Linked DNA regions of Gossypium hirsutum: region 1 is linked to region 2. Evidence: chromatin contacts called from public Hi-C data. All regions are on one chromosome and are shown on one strand. Each heading gives the region's core, a stretch centred on a gene start, on an enhancer-like site or on the middle of the called end of the contact. The rest is flanking DNA. Distances are from core to core; before and after follow the strand shown.

Region 1 (5,311 bases), core at 1,597-4,096, 280 kb before region 2:
CTTTTCTTCCTTCTTCATTAAAAACCCTAAATAAGTTGTCCTAACTGAGAGCACCCAAATTTGAGATTGTGCATTCATTCTCCTTGCTTGGGACAACTTAATGCAAATTTGTAAAATCAAATTTTATTATGTGTTTTTCCCCTGAAATCATTTCAAGGGTACAAAAATAAAAACAACACTTAATTAATGTACACAATAAGATCCAGAAGAAACTTACTTTGTTTTTCTTATTCACCTAGTCTACTTTCTATACAAACTTGCATCTTATGAGCAATCCATGCAAACGTTCATTTTGTACAGATGTTACTTACAAGTGATATAATGAAAGATACACAACCACCACCAGTAACTTTCACTGTATCAGTATATTGGTAACTATGAAAGGGAGACTTGTCTTGCTCCCCATCTATATCTTTTGACTTCATATCTTCATCCAATAGAGGAAGACTATACAGGGATAGAAATCATGAGTAAGATCTGATTAGCTTGAAATTCTGAAAAGTACGTGCTTTGAACAAGTTCCCGAACAAATAACTCATTGTTGTCTCTTGATGAGGTGGTTTTGGTGCAAGACTTGATCTATTATGTTTCACCTGCAGTGCACTCCGGCCTATCTGTCGACAGATTGAATCAATAATCTTGGGATCGACCGGATTTCCAGTCATATCTGTGACATAGAAGGTGTCCTTGGCCTTACCACCTTTCGTCGAGATTAATGCTCTCTTGATACACAAGCTGTTTTCCCGGAAAATCCGGGTAATATCGGACAGTAGTCCAAGCCTGTCTTCTGTGCACAATTCTAGCTCCAGCCCCTGTACCATGAAATGTTGCAGGGTATAACATCAAGGACACTATGTTCAGATTGTCATAATCAAAAGTTTCTTCTTGTGTAAGGTGACAGGGAGATGGTTTCCTATACCTCAGATGCTCTCCTCTCGATGGCTGCTTCAAGACATTGTATAACACGGACACACTCTGCTTCTGAACTGATCGGGAGCCCGTCTACATGTCGGATATAAAATTCCTACAAAGACAAAAAAGCTGATGCCATTAACACTGTCGAATCTACAATTCTAAGCATATCAACTTGTGCTCAACTGAGTAGAATTCCAACACAAAATGGATTACAATGTCAGCTTCATCTTACACCAATTGCTTCAATATTGCATCAGCAAGTTGATCAATATATATATATATCAGTGGCTGATAGGACTGCCATCACATTAAAATGGTAAAAGAACTATCTCACCTGATTAGCGTCCATCCTCGTTGTGTTGACCATTCCATGAAAAACAACATATTGCATATCTGTAAGAGTGCAGATAATATCAAACAGTAGTTTTGGCCTATCTTTTGCCCTCATGGTAATAACAGTGTAATCTTTCTCAATATTCAACAGATTAACTTGGGGTCTCGAGCTCCTCTCTTCGACTGCCCTGACTCCAGTTTTTTCCACCCTTTCGTAGTCCCTATCTGCAAACATGATTTGATGCAACCTTCGCTCCCTATGCATGACACCGGGAGCTGAAAGCATTGTTTTTGCTGTTTTCAAGTCATCATTTCCTTTGAGAACATTGCAAAGCAAGTCCTTTATCATCAAGAGACGTTTTGGGTCGGTGATTGCGCAGCCTGTCGAATCATCTGTCACATGAACTACAGCTGCAGCACGGGTGTTATGGGTCCAAATCTCGGCATTTACAACGTTGCAACGCAGGTCCGCCAGGACTGCACATACTTCAGATAATAAACCAGGCCTATCAGTCCCTGCAAGTTCAATTGATGTATGCTCTTCTGATGGCATTACACCTACGGAGCCTCTCCGTGATGGTACAAAGCCCGCACTAGTTTCGATTCTCTGTAAAAAATTAAAATTTAAGGTGAAAAATAGTTAAAAATCTGTAAGGCCAAAAGAGTAACATGAGGTAGGTTCTTATTTCTTACCCTTTGAATATAGTCAATAATTTCTTTATCTCTGATTTTGTTGCCATCATTGTCAACAACATTGAAAACTGAAACATGAGCAACAATACTAAAAGAAATCAGTGTATGTTGAGTATAAATTGAAGAGTGTTTTTAAGGGAAAAGTTTTACCATCCATAAACCATCCTCCATCAGATGCTATGTATGCTTTTCTTATTGTAAGATTCATATCAGTAAGCACTTGAACTACTTCCAGGAGAATCCCATGTTTGTTGACACTGTCAACCTGAAGAGAAAGTTCCCCAATATCCAAATATAAGGAACTGGTTACCCACATATCATAATTCAAGCTAATTAAGCTTTTTACCTGGATAACTGTGGCATCCTCACAAGCATTATTGTCAATCACCACTCTGCAACAACAAAAACCATACATCTCAAATTAAAAGCAATAAAGAGACAAGAATACGACATGCCAAATTTGCTTCAGTTTTTTATGAAAAAATATATGAACAAACTCTAATCTTCTTCAATTTCTTCATCCAAAACAGCAGGGGGGGAAAAGAACTCAAAAAATCTAACCAATAAATTCAAACGAAAATCTCTCAAAGAAAAAAAGGAGAAAAAATTACCTGGGTTGGTTTACCCTTCTGATAAGCTTAGCATATTCATCATCCATTTCTCAAGAAAAAAGAAAACCAAATTTCTCCAAGCTGAAAAACCACAAGCACCAAAGAAGAAAACCAAACTTTTTCAAAAAAGAAATTGATTAGCTCAGAAATCCCAGAACTCAGAATTTCCAAAAGGGCAACTTTTATTATTCTTTTTGTATGATACTGTACAAAATTGAAAATAAATAAAAATAAAAATAGGTCTTCCGAAACCAATATTCAAGGAAAGCACGAGTTAGGAAAATAAAAATAGTAGGACTACATAATAATTGAAAGCTTAAAAATAAATTAGAAGAAGAGTGTCCGAAAATGTAATATATTGGGGACGTGTAAATAAATGATTGGTTGGAAAGTCGTTATTGCTGCCCGTGGTCAGGCTCGTGCGTGTTGACGAATGTTGTACTTTTGACCTTTTTTATTTATCTAGTATTTAACTGTGGTGATCACAATAGGGAGTGTGACAAGCAGGTGGTGATTACAGTTTGGTCGGAGATTTTTTTCCCGTGTTTTCGGCGGCATTTTCTTCTTCATCTTCATATTATTTTATATTAGTCTCAGTGTTTTAAGCAACCTTTGTTTTCTCTATTTTGGTAGTGATGTTATTTATATTAATGTATTAATAATATAAAGAGCTTCAAAAATTTCAAAATCAATATTTTTACAGCATCCTTTTTTATAATTTTCATTTTTCTTTAAAATTTTCATTTTAAATTATACCATAAGATTTGACATCTTATTTAATAATTAAATTAATAATTTTAATAACGTAAACATCTTATTGATATAACTTTGATAGTTTAGGGATATAACTAGAATATTTTAAAATTTGAAAATCACTTTAAAATACAAGTTATAATTTAGAGATGTATAATGCAATTAACTTCTAAAAATATGCTTATAATATATATATATTAGAAGCAAAATAAAAGAAAAAATTAAAACAAAAGACCATTAAATATTACTAAAACAAAATTTTTCCAATTTTTTATTATTTTGATTAAATTTATCCTTAGATTATAACAAATGCATTTTTAGTAAAAAAAAATGTGTTGTTTTTCATTTTTTCTCTCTCACTTTGATGAAAAGAGAACCTTTAGTATGTTATTATATGTTATTATCTTCTTCAATTTTAATTTATTTATTTTAGGAAAAAATATGAAATTAATTTATTACATAAATGTATTTATTAATAAAATAAAATATTATAACTTTCAACTTTCATCAATAAAAAGATAAATTTTATATTAATTGAGTTTTAACTCGATTGACATTGCTATTGTTGTCAACACAGGAGGATGTGGGTTCGAATGCGATGAAACACATTATCCTCTTATTTATGGGCTGGGGAGGGGTTATAGCATATTTATTATATGCTTTTATGCAATCTTATATTCCACCAACCAAACAACATAACTTATATTCCAACCAAATAAACTTAATAAGATAATTTGTCCATTCATCTTAAATTTTGATAATTTTAAGATAAACTAAACCATTGGTCACTAAACTATGTATAAGTTTTCATTTTGGCCACTAAACTAAAAGAAATTATAATTTGATCATTGAATTATTCAAAAGTTTTCATTAAAGTCATCAGACTGTTAAAATTGATATTATATGGCTTTCTCTATTTGCATTGTTTGCACCAATCGAAAACTTTCTTTCCCATTTTCTTCTATAGCTCAGTTCTTTTTCATGAAACAACTTTAGACGTCACTCATCTGCGAACCAAATTTCAAACAAGTCTTTTCTCAATCTCCAACATTGACCGTTAGATCGACTTGGATCTAATGTATGTTCTTCTACTTGTCAATGGGTACTGATTCACTGTACCGGTCATTGAATTGTCACTTGGAACTCGCTAGCGAAACTCTTTCCTTAAAGAACTTAATTACCCAGTGACTTAGATAAATATTTTTTTGACTAGTTCAATGAATTAAATGAAATCTTTTGAATAGTTCAATGATCAATTTGTAATTTTTAATTGAGTAACCAAAACAAAAACTCAGAACAAAATTTAGCAACTAATGGTGTAATTTACCCATTATTTCATTATTAATAGTTAACCAAGCTCCATAGTTATCTTTAGGATACTCATTAAAAATGAATGAAAAATGCAGAGAAAATAGTAAATTTTAGTCAATGCATGTTGAAAATTCGTAGCCCACTTTAAATCAGATTTGTCTAGGAAATAAGAGAGTGGCTCCTTGGCATTACCTAAACCTAAAGGATGCCTAACCATCTACCTCGCTTGTTCGCGGCTTTTGGATTATTTAATTTAATTTAATGTGCTGTTTTGAAAAGTCTGTGATGATTCTGATTTTGATTTTTGTAAATAATTGCGAGGACCGAGCATAGTTGCAACCAACATCAATAAAATATTCTCATATTTTAGCTATTTGAAGCGCCAAGAGGCAATAATTTTTATAACAATTTGGGCCATTTGCCAAGTGGACATATAATTTATAAAGTTAGGCAAGGAAAATTCTCTCTTTTGCCATGCATTCACACTTAGCAGAGATCTTCTTTAGAAAAAACATAGGAATGAAAAATTTATTCTTTAATATTTTAGTTTAGTTTTTATTTTTCTTAAAATTAAATTCGACAATTAATTTTAAAAAAAAATTGAATTTGATCATTAACCTTTCAAAAAGAGTTAAATTTTTATTCTTTTAATGAGAATTCTAATTTAAATGTTAAATTTCAAATACGAAAACCTC
Region 2 (5,781 bases), core at 2,918-5,417:
TATATTTTAAAAAAATTCTTATTTTAAATACATTTCATAATTATGGGTTATAATTATTTTAATAATAATTTTTTAAAAATTTATAATATGTTTATTAATTTTTTAAATAATTGTTGTGAAATACTTAATAATAAAATAAAACTAGATTATGTTCAAATTTAACTTAGATATGATCTGTTAGAATAAACAAAATAATGTACTAAAAATAAAACTTATTACCGGTTGTAAAATTAAACAATTGTAATGTTGTTTATATATTGTTAAAGGTCTTTTGTTTTTTTGAAAAATTAAAGTTAATTAATTTTATAATAATGTTGTAAATGGTTAAAGTATATTCGATTAGATTTAAATTATACGAGTTAAAATGTTTTTTTATATAATGTCTCGAACTATTCATAATTTCTCCTCAATCTTAAAATAAGAGGATAAATGTATTCTAGAGTACTCAAATCCATGTTCTTACTTTGATAACAATGTTGATATTAGCCGAGCTAAGACTCAATTGGTGAATTGAATTTCTTTTTAAATGTTAAAGACGAAAATCAAAATAAGAATTAAAATAATAACTATTTGAATAATAAATATTTATTATAAAAATTATAATGTTAATTATATAAAATTAGAAAATGATTATTATTTTAAAATTTGAAATCACAGTTTCTATCCCTCTCAAAAAAAAACAAAACAAAACAAAAACAAAGTTTCTCTATTTAATTATAGTTTCAATTTTTAAATTTTGTTAATAATATTTTATCATTATTTGAAAATATTGTTACAAAGCAAAAAGACTAAAATGTAGAGGAGTTTTTTTTTGAATAATTTCATTATAGGTTTTAATCATATCTGTTTTTTTTATACAATATCTAGATCTACCCATAGCCTCTTCCCAATTCATAAATTGGAGGATAATATGTTTCAGCGCACTCGAACCCACGTCCTCCTGTATTAACAATAATGCCCATGACAATCAAATTAATACACAATCAACAAATATACAAGACTTTAAGTGAATTAGAAATTGAAATAAATTACTTCAAGTTAATTTTTTATGAGAGAATTACTAAATTATCCAATGGATCCAAGCAGTGGTAACATTATAAAACACAAAACTGTTTTAATAAAAAGAATTTAGGAATTAATATGGATGGATTGCTTATAAGTTGAAGAATAAAGCTACAAATACACTATTTTACAAGATTGCTCTTAGTGATCCAAAGAGGCATCATAGGAATTTTTTGGTTTAATGACATGGAAAAAAAATCACTTTAGTTAAAAAAAAATTGTCAAGGTTTATGGTCAATATAGAAGCAAGGAAAACTGCCGCTTGATCCATTGGATTGGCTAATGCAATGTTAGGAGATTGTTGTTTTTTAGTTCAAAATTTCTCTAAAATTTTTGGATTCTATACTTTATAAAGTTAAAATAATTAGTTTTGTTTATGAAATATTTATTTTTAGTTATTAAATTTAATTTTTAATATTTTTAAATAAAACTATATTATTAAAATTATGAATGCCATTTTTTGAAATGATATTGTAATAAAATTATTATGTATTAAGATTTATTTATATTAACAAATACAATCAACTTATGAGACATATTCCAAACAAATCCTTATTAAAATATTAGTGGAAAATCTTAAGTAACATCAATAACTACCGACTAGAGGTGTTCAAGGGTTGGGCCGGGCCGAGAAAAAATTTTAGCCCGCGTCCTAGGCCCGGGACGAAATATGGGCCTAAAATTTTGTCTAGGCCCGGCCGGGAAAAAATGCCTAAGCCCAAGCCCGGCCCGACCTGGCCCTTTTTTAGTAAACACCAAAAATTTATTTTAAAAATAAAAAAATAAAAAATATTGTAAAAATATTTTAAAATTTAAAAAATAATAATAATAGGTATTTATTATATTCGGGCCGGGCCAAAAAAGTGGTGCCCGAGGCCCGGCCTGTTTTCTAAACGGGCCTTTTTTTTGCCCAAACCCATATTTCGGGCCTATATTTTTACCCGAACCCTCCCATATTTCGGGCAGGCCGTCGGGCTTGGCCGGGCCACCCGGCCCATGAGCACCTCTACTACCGACTCCGTCCAGGAGTGATGGGGAGTCCCACTAGAAATTAAAACTTTTAATTCAACCCCTTAAAAAAATAATATTATAAATTAATCTATAGTAAAATTATAATTTGACTTTCAAAATAAAAAAAAATTTATGTTTAGTCTCTCAAAAACTGATGAAATTATAAATTAATATATGATAAAAAGACATTTTAATCTCTAAAAAATTTTATTTTTAATTTCGATTCCCTTAAAAATATTTCTAATATAGCCTTTAACTCCATCGAAAGAAATCTACGAATCTATCACCTGTAGAATATATTATTCTTAGCTTTGTGATTGAGAAAATTAAAGAGAATTTGTTTGAAAAATATTTCATGGGTAGTTGCATTCTATGTTTATGCTAAGGGCCTGATAGTTTAAAAAGAAAACAGGAAAAGAAGAAGATAAGATTGTCTCAAAGTAATTAAATCCTTTAGATTGAGTGGATGCCATTCCAATGACAGCTTGAGAAAAAGACAGGGACTCCCTTGAAAATTTTCTCCAATGACAAAGATGTCCCAATAATTTTCCCTAAACAAGACTTAACATTCTACAATCCCTTAACACTTAGGAAATAGATTCGAGATTTCTTCTATCTAATTGTCAATTTATTATTTTATTTATTACAAATAATAATTGCTGATGTTTATATGAGTTTGATTTGAAGAAAAAAATTCACTGTTTTCCATTGGGACCAATGGATGAATCCATAAACGTTTGGCCACCCAAATTTCTCATTTGCCTAGAATTTACCAACACAAACACAAACAAGATAAGGCCGAATCCTATGTAATTCCATAAGCAATCTTAAAAAATATCACGTATATTTTTTAAATATTTATTTTTAATATTTTATTATAACTCTACGAAACATTTATCAATTCCTTAATCCTACTTATAAAATATAAAAACTCCGCTGTAGAGTTATTCATATTATTAAAATATTGATAGTTGTAATGAATCTCAAGTAAAATGATAAAAATAATCTTTAAATCCTTAAATTATCCTTACCTCACTCGTTATCCCATAAAAGAAAAACCTTGTAACAATGAATATCAAATATGGAGTAGAATTTTCAACTAGTTATATATCAGTTTGGTGTAATGGTAAAAGCTATTGGAGTAGAATTGCCTAAAGATATTTTTAATTACATTAAATTAATTCCAAAATTAAAAAACAATTTTTTATTTAATTTAATTCAGTTTGCTGTGGGATTGCTTGTCTTTCATGTTTCTTGTCAGTTTGGTGCACTACTTGCTCAAAAATTACATCTCTTCAGCTTTCTTTTTTCCCTTCTTTTTCCAGTATGTATTTCACAAGTTTATTCAAATCATGCAGTTATCATTATTCAAATCTAAAAATTACATTTCTGTTTTTGTTCAACAAAATCGAACCACTTTTGTTTCTTATCGACCAAAATGGATTCATTATGTGGACGATGAGCTCAATGCATAAAATTTCCATTTCATGAATCCCTATATATGTATATGAATGAACTGAATATATACATATATTACTTAAGGGTTGGTCTATCAAGTACTTTGACACTTATGGTTAAATCCCAGCCATTCATTTTTTTTTAAGATTTACCCTTAGTAATTTTTTTCACTTATAATTTGTATATTTATTATTAATATAATTTTAAAAATAATTAATCTTTTTTTATAAAATTGTGATACTCAAAACTCTTAATATAAATCTTAAACTTTTATCTTTAAAAAAATTAAATTAAATTAAAGAGATTTGCGGTAGTGCCAACAGAATTGCCACTTAAGAAGTTCAAAAGTTGGCAGGTTGGCACGATTATTGAGACGATTTTACTATTGAAAATCAACAACAATAGCTGATGATGGAGATGATGGAGATTAACTTGTATTTTTTTTTTATCTTAAATCACTCCATGATAATGACATACAGTTTATATGGGAAATTAAAAACTTGGGAAATGGTCATTAATTAAAAGTACACTATACTCTTTGACTTTTCATTGGACGAACAATCCATGCAATACTTGGTCACCATAGTGGGGATATCCATACACACAGACATATATATCCTTTACTTTTCTCCTTTTTTTTTCTTTAATCATTCTTGCAAACTTGATTATTAAGCAACTTTAGGATGGGTTTGGCATGAATCATTGAAGTAATGAGAACATATATATATCTTTATTAATTTATTTATTCCTTTTTCAACTGCTTTCCCTTTATAAAAACTTACATAGAGCCTTTGCTTTGATGTGGAGAAGACCAATTCTTTGTGTTGTGATGATAATTATGGTTGGAGTTGGTAGGTGTACGTTGGTGATTGCATGGCTTGTCACATGTGCTTCCCATCATGGAGACAAAGGGAGGCCCCGCTCTTTGAAAACCAGTCTCACATGAATTCAAGCAATTTGATTAAATGGGAAAAGATCTTTGCTTTTGTTTATGGGTTTTCCAAATTTAATTTTTAAAGATTTTTTCTTTTCTCACCAGGAGATAAGCTTGGATCTTTCTTTGTTAGTATTCGTTTTAATCATTTGTCCTTTCCTTTTCAAAGCTTTTCCTTTTCTTTTTTCCCATTTGAATACCAAAGGGAGATAATTATATAAGCACACACCAAAATTTAGGCACTTTCCCATCAATTCCAAGGGCCTTATTACTTATTAGCTATTTGCACTACATTACATATGGTGTAATGTAATTTAGCTGTTTCAAGCTTAAAGAGGACATTTTAATTATTAAAAGAAGCTTTGAAGCTTCTTTTAATAATTAAAATGTCCTCTTTTAGCATATTTTTGCTTTGGTTTAAAAAAATAAAACAAACCCTTTTTTAAATTTTTTATGTAAATGTTTAAAATTACTCGTAATTTTTTCTAACTTTAAATAAAAAGATAAATGTGTTTCAGTACACTTAATCTATATCTTTTTCGATTAAGAACAATATCAATACTAACTCGAATAAACTCAGTCGACTTGAATAGTCTTTGTATTTGATAACATCTATTTGCATTCAAAACAAGACTCTGTACTCTAACATGCGTTAAATGTGCTATTGGTTACAAAATTCACATGCCTCTTGATTTACTTTGTTTCTTCATCGAATTTTTGCTCAGCTACACTGCCTTTGTAATTTTTTTTTCTTTCATCCCCACTGAAGCTGATAGGTTATAAGGATAGTAATAAATAGTACAAATTAGTAGATATTTGATATGTTGGTTGAAGATTCAGAAAATATTTAAATTTAAATATTTGAATTATTCTGTTCAATTAATTTAAAATGAATACAAATATTAATTTTTGAATATTTATTATCTGAATCTATTTTATTTTTTTACATATAATAAACTTAAATTTGGATATTCTAATCCATAATTTAATTTACTTTCTAAAATTTTGACTTTGAGATATTTAATGGGTAACTTTTTAACTCGAATTTGGATTAAGAAGATGCTTGAATTTTAATTTAAATAATAAACATATTTGGATTTGAAATCAAAATTTCAAATTGGAATTCAAATACCCACAGCCATCAGCTCAATTCAGGAATCACAATACTTCTATTAGATGGCCATGTGCCTGCATATTAAAGATATTCAGAATTGAGACAATACTGCTGAAATGACCTATCAAGATATTATTACACAAAGTACAAACATTTAAAGTTTAATAGTTACCTTTCCTGTTTGGTTAAATTGGTATTTTCA

What was found. Hi-C and Micro-C count contacts between places; a contact is called where the count stands out from the background.
Region 1: a contact with region 2 is called in a Hi-C map of leaf, with 2.3 times the contacts expected there. The contact joins the promoter of LOC121221185 here to the enhancer-like site in region 2. A contact is called at or near these places in 4 of 34 Hi-C or Micro-C datasets (callus and leaf).

The regions. Positions count from the first base shown.
Region 1 is chrD09:13,836,429-13,841,739 of Gossypium_hirsutum_v2.1, reverse strand. It overlaps LOC121221185 (ACT domain-containing protein ACR6), which reads right to left and starts at 2,846. Exons shown (of 7, transcript XM_041101820.1): 1 at 2,553-2,846; 2 at 2,288-2,333; 3 at 2,092-2,206; 4 at 1,942-2,009; 5 at 1,250-1,855; 6 at 920-1,024; 7 at 202-812. The coding sequence starts at 2,599. The coding sequence ends at 465.
Region 2 is chrD09:13,560,732-13,566,512 of Gossypium_hirsutum_v2.1, reverse strand. No RefSeq gene overlaps it. Among protein-coding and RNA genes, the nearest start is that of LOC121221466, 65 kb to the right of the region's middle. Within about 2 kb of position 4,167, at least 2 of the 9 cell types and tissues checked have an H3K27ac peak or open chromatin away from gene starts, as enhancers often do. A contact at or near this core is called in leaf, where this site is marked.